Linked DNA regions of Hordeum vulgare: region 2 is linked to region 1. The links are chromatin contacts, called in public Hi-C maps. All regions are on one chromosome and are shown on one strand. The core of a region is the stretch at or near the end of the contact, and the rest is flanking DNA. Distances in the headings are between cores, read along the strand shown.

The links. Hi-C and Micro-C count contacts between places; a contact is called where the count stands out from the background.
Region 2: a Hi-C map of leaf shows a contact between it and region 1, with 2.5 times the contacts expected there. The contact joins the promoter of LOC123403786 here to the promoter of LOC123401145 in region 1. A contact is called at or near these places in 3 of 6 Hi-C or Micro-C datasets (leaf and seedling).

Annotation. Positions count from the first base shown.
Region 1 is chr6H:452,275,746-452,278,494 of MorexV3_pseudomolecules_assembly, reverse strand. LOC123401145 (chaperone protein DnaJ-like) reads left to right here and starts at 1,381. Exons shown (of 6, transcript XM_045094876.1): 1 at 1,381-1,595. The coding sequence starts at 1,563. It overlaps LOC123401144 (UDP-N-acetylglucosamine transferase subunit ALG14 homolog), which reads left to right. Exons shown (of 5, transcript XM_045094875.1): 4 at 69-128; 5 at 312-821. The coding sequence ends at 488.
Region 2 is chr6H:452,583,867-452,586,615 of MorexV3_pseudomolecules_assembly, reverse strand. It overlaps LOC123403786 (ABC transporter B family member 10-like), which reads left to right and starts at 1,414. Exons shown (of 9, transcript XM_045097700.1): 1 at 1,414-1,993; 2 at 2,142-2,196; 3 at 2,349-2,524. The coding sequence starts at 1,499.

The DNA.
Region 1 (2,749 bases), core at 132-2,631:
TCAAACTTATTAGCACCCATTATGCTATACGCGTGCAATTATACTAATTGCTTGTAACACCCTTGTAGATATTTTGCAATGGTCCCGGGACATGTATCCCTCTATGTGCTTCAGCTTTTCTTCTGAAGGTAACTTAGTACTGCCTTTTTATTTATTATTATATAAAACGAAAACTAGGATAGTGGAATGTCAATATTGTTATAAATCTGTGTTTGCCATAAACCCAATCATAGCACTGTTTTTTGTCCAAATATCAAATCAATGCAATGCTTAAATTTCCTACCGAGTACTTAATTGCTCTATTCCTGCAGGTGCTTGGTCTGGGATGGTCCTCCATTTTCTACATTGAAAGCATCGCAAGAGTGAAGAAACTTTCATTAAGTGGTTTACTCCTGTACAAGCTACGGATGGCTGACCAGTTCTTCGTGCAGTGGCCCCAGCTGCAACAAAAATGCCCTAGAGCACAGTATGCTGGCCGTTTGATGTGATGATTCACCCGTAAATGATATTTGGAACACCGTCGTTTCCAACTCTGAAGTTCTTGAACATGCTGAGGTGCAGTTGAATACTTGAATTGACACACCCTACATGCCGAGCATAAGCTTGCACATTTCTTAGGATATACTCCTCAAAATTGTCTTTCAAGACTGACCTGTTGATCGGGGGATAGAATGCTCCCTCTCAGATATACTACCTTGTAATCTGTAACTCTGTAGAGTCCAGGTGTAAAACCTCTTTATTTTGACGAGATCCAGGTGTAAACCTCATCCTGTAAGTTCCAGCCACATTCTATCAGTAAGTGTTGTGTAGTTCGTTATTTCTATCATGCCTCGTTGCTAGCTTAGCTTCAGGATGACCTGTCCTCAAATGTCACCAGAGGGAAAACTGCTGTTTTTCTTTTTCTCTTTTGATAACAGGAGAAGAATTGCTGTAATCTGAAGGATAATACCCCCTTCGTGCCATAATATTTGTAGTTTTAGTAGGCTAGATATCATTTTCTTTCCTCATAATTTAATTTTAGAAATCCTGATAATCAAATACTCCCTCTGTACCGAAATATTCGTAGTTTTTCGGTAAGCCTCCTAAAACTACAAGTATTTCAGTGCAGAGGGAGTATTTAATTATCAGGATTTCTAAAACTAAATTATCAGGAAAGAAAATGATTTTCCCCAGGAATGCATCAGTGGCATACAAAAGCCCAAGTCCGCAGCGGCGAGCCACACACACACACGAGAGAAAGGCCCAAAGCCTGCACCGGCGACAAAGTCAATCATCCGCATCGGGGACGCTCTGCGACACGAAAGGACGGACACCGCGATCCACGTCACCGCCCTGCTCCTCTTTATCCACCACGGATTTTCTTAAAATAATAAACAGCGGAGAATAAAAAAGAGGAGAGGAGAGGGGAGAAGAAGAACACCCTCCCGATCCCACACCCACCCCCGGCCTCCCCTCCCCCTCCCTTGGGTAGGCCGAATCCGGACCCCCCAACGCGCGCAGCGGGACGAGGACCGACGGGCGGGCGGCACAGAGAGGCCGGGGGTGATGAATTGTTACGCTGCATGGACGGAGCAAGCGAGGAGCCGCTCCACAAGGTAAGATAATCTCCGGTCGTCGTTCTGGCCGTCTTCAGGAGAGAGAGAGAGAGGGAGCGATTGCCTTACGCTTTTAGCTTGGGAGAACTTTGATTATTGGATCTGTAGCTCCTGTTAGTTTATGAGTACAACCTCTGTACCGAAATACTAGCGGGGAAAAGAGCAGTGCTGGGAAAATAGTACAAGTTCGGGAGTGTATTATACTGTATATTAGTACTGGTTTGCTTTGGCCTCGCTGGTGGTGGGGGGAAGAGCAGAGCACTGTTTGGTGGTTGGTGGTTAAATTCAGGCGTACTGATCTGTGGTGGTGCGATTGGTTAAATTTCCAGCTATCATCTGTTGCTCATCCATGTGTGGTTTGTGTAAGGCGACACCCTTGTTTATCTTCACCTTGCTTGCCTAAATCAGTCACCTTGCTTGCCTAAATCAGTCACCTTGCTTGCCTAAATCAGTCCAAGCTGATCAATGCATTCCTGGTGTATATTGCCTAATCAATTTGCTTGTTTGAGTGGTCGAAGAAATTTTTGTATGCACTAGTTATAGAAGGTAGGTTTCTGGAAAACTCTGCTGCTTCGGCTGAATATATTATCGTTTGCAAGTTCCACCTACTATGAGAATTTGTATCAAAACATTCAAACTTTTGAATCAATCGTGGACTGTGATATGAACACTCCTTTTCGATCCTTTTTGCTTTGCTGTAGACTATGTATGGTAGTTAAATTTGGTCAAATTCCAACTATTGCATCTTACAAATCCATGTGTTGTATGTGTATGGCAAGATGGCAACAATCCTGTTTAGGTTCACCTTGCTTACCTAAATTAGTCCTACTTGTGTTAGAAAGCCGATCCATGCATTCGTGGTGTCTGTGTGCCTAATCGATTTGCTTGCTTTGCCGTGTGAAGTGTTGAGTCGCATAAACTAGGTTTCCGGAAAACTCTGCTGCTTTGGCTGAATATATTTATCATTTTCAAGTGCCACCTACTATGGGATTTTGTATCAAATATTTGAACTTTTGGATCGATCGTGGACTGCATATGAGCACTCTTTGCCGATCTCTGTTGCTATGCTGTAGACTATCTTATGGATACCCCGAATATGCGTTATCATCTACTACAACTCAAGTGTGATGTGGTCCTATGGACTATCATGCCGT
Region 2 (2,749 bases), core at 165-2,664, 310 kb before region 1:
TTCTGTGCTAGGATCCGAGCAGTGTCTTCAGCATTAGGTGATCGCAAGTATTGAGGTCCAAACACTGTCACCACTGCCCTGTAGAACTTGTACAAACACTCAATACTGGTGGACTCGGCCATGCGTCCATAGTCTTCTAGTATATCACCGGGAGCTATCCTCATAGCTGTCGTGCACTTCTGGAGTGAGGTGAATCTAAGTGTGCCGGTGCAATCCTTCTTGCACTTGAAGTAGTGTCGAACTCCGTGATGGAATTCACAATCCTGAGGAAGAGCTTTCAACTCATCCCATAATGGTGTCGAAATACTTTCTCGTCGTAGAGTGGAGCGTTGGCGAAGTAGTCGGCATAGAGCAAGCAATAGCCTTCCAGACGATGCCTCCGCTTTGCCTTCAGCCAGCCTGGCGCCGAGCCACCTCGTCGCGGCTTTGCGTTGCTAGCGAACAGGTCGGCCAGAGCGGCGAGAACCATCTTTGTCCTGGGCGTCGGCATCGGCTTCCTTCTCCAGCAGCGTCGTGAACGCCTCCTCGTCGTCGGAGTCCATCATCGACACAAACCGTCGAACACCTAGTGGGCGTGGTAGGAGCGCAACCGCATGTATCCCCGCTTGTGTGGCCGGAGCGCCGGAAAAGCTCGCCCAAAAGCAGGGGGTCGATGCCGCAGCGAACCCTGTCTTTCTCGGTGGGGAGATGGTCTTTCTAGCGGCGGTAGGCAGGTGGACGGCGCTTTGATCGGCATGGCAGCGAAAGGTGTAGTGCGCGCGGGGGGGGGGGGTCTGAAGGTGGAAAAAATGTTTTTCGCCTGACAGTGATGGCCCACGTGCCGTTTTCCCTTCCGCCGGAGTGCCCAAGCCCCCTTCGGCCTGGGATCGGCAGGCAAAAAATTGGCCGAACCGGCGGAAATGGGCGTCGTAAGGGCGCGACGAGGGGGGAGGGGGGTCGACGCCGATGGAAAAAAAACACGTCTTAGGGGGTATATGTTAGGGGCCGCGGCTACTCTAAGGAAGTGGGTAAAGAGGATACTATGTCTATAGGGGCCTGTACTGTCAATCATTATCATTAAAATTGACGAAAAGCAAATCTATCCCTGACAGGAAATTACAATATATCCTAGTGCAAAAATTTGCTGATCTATACTGACCGTTGGATCAACTAAAAAGCTATTTTCAGCAGTACGATGTACTGCAATAAGAAATCTCATTGATTAATCTTGGTCAGCCCACCAAACTGCAGTGAAGAGAGTAGTTCTGAAGCTCTGACATGAGGGTAACTTTGTAGCCAAATCCAACGGCAGCTCTCAGACAAATCCCCTCCACCTCTGCACCAGCTTGCCCTTACTAGCAGCTTGGGCCTGACGCGGTGGGCCTAGGAGCGATCGAATTTAACTGCCGAACCCCTTCGGACCCTGCTTAGCTGCTGTGCACTGCTCTACCACGCCGATCGCCTCTTCGGCGGTGGCCTACGGCTACCTACGCAGGGGCACGGCGCGCCCACAGCTAACATGGAGGCAAGTTACAACCACTCCAACGGGCGTCCAAGCCAGTCTTTAAAGCCCTACCTTCCCACGCACACACGCGCAGATCCTTCTTCACTCTCACTCTCAATCTCAACGAACGAGCACTGTGCCCGAGTAACTCCGGCCGGCCGGCAGCGCGGCTCGGTTGATCCATCTCATCCGTGGAGGGAGGACAAGATGAGCTCGTCGGTGCACGGCGCCGACCAGGAGCGCAACCAGAGCCAGAGCGAGGCGGGCGGCAGCGGCGATAAGGACAAGAAGAAGAAGGCGGGGGCGGAGGAGAAGGTGGAGAAGGTGCCGTTCCTGAAGCTCTTCTCGTTCGCCGACCGGTGGGACTACGTGCTGATGGCGGTGGGCTCGGTGGGGGCCTGCGCGCACGGCGCCTCCGTGCCCGTCTTCTTCATCTTCTTCGGCAAGCTCATCAACATCATCGGCATCGCCTCCCTCTTCCCCGCCATGGTCTCCGGCCAGGTCGCCAAGGTACGTGCTAGCTCCGTTACACAGACTTGCATTGATGGGCTCCTTCAATCATCCGGCCAGCGACGACGACGACGACGGTGCGCCGGTGGCCGGTGGCCCGGTAGTAGGTTAACCAACCATTGTTTCTGTTTCGGCCGTGGCTTCGCAGTATTCGCTGGACTTCGTGTACCTGGGCGTGGTCATACTCTTCTCGTCGTGGACCGGTGAGTGCGCCTTCCCAGCCTAGCTGGCCTTGTCCAGATGCACATCTGTGCAAAGGAGACAAATACACAAAATTTTACTAGTACGTGCTCTCAGTCTCGATCATCACACGTACTACGCATGGCTCCATGCGCTTGCTTGCTGGCTGCTGCAGAGGTGGCGTGCTGGATGCACACGGGGGAGCGGCAGGCGGCGAAGATGCGGCTGGCGTACCTGCGGTCGATGCTGGACCAGGACATCGCCGTCTTCGACACCGAGGCGTCCACCGGCGAGGTCATCAACGCCATCACCAGCGACATCCTCGTCGTCCAGGACGCCATCTCCGAGAAGGTAATGCCGCTCCTCCATTAACATGCAGCATGCGCGTGATGCCGCCTTTCTTGCCGTCGCTTGCGCGTCCCATGCCAAACCGGCCCGGGCGAAGAGAGAAACACAAGCAGGGCGGTGGGCCGGTGATGAGCTCAGCTCAGTCGATAGGGTACGTGGGGAGTTATGAGAGTTGGTGAAGGGCATTGAAGGCGTTGCGGGTGAAGGACAGCAGGACGAGGATCAAGT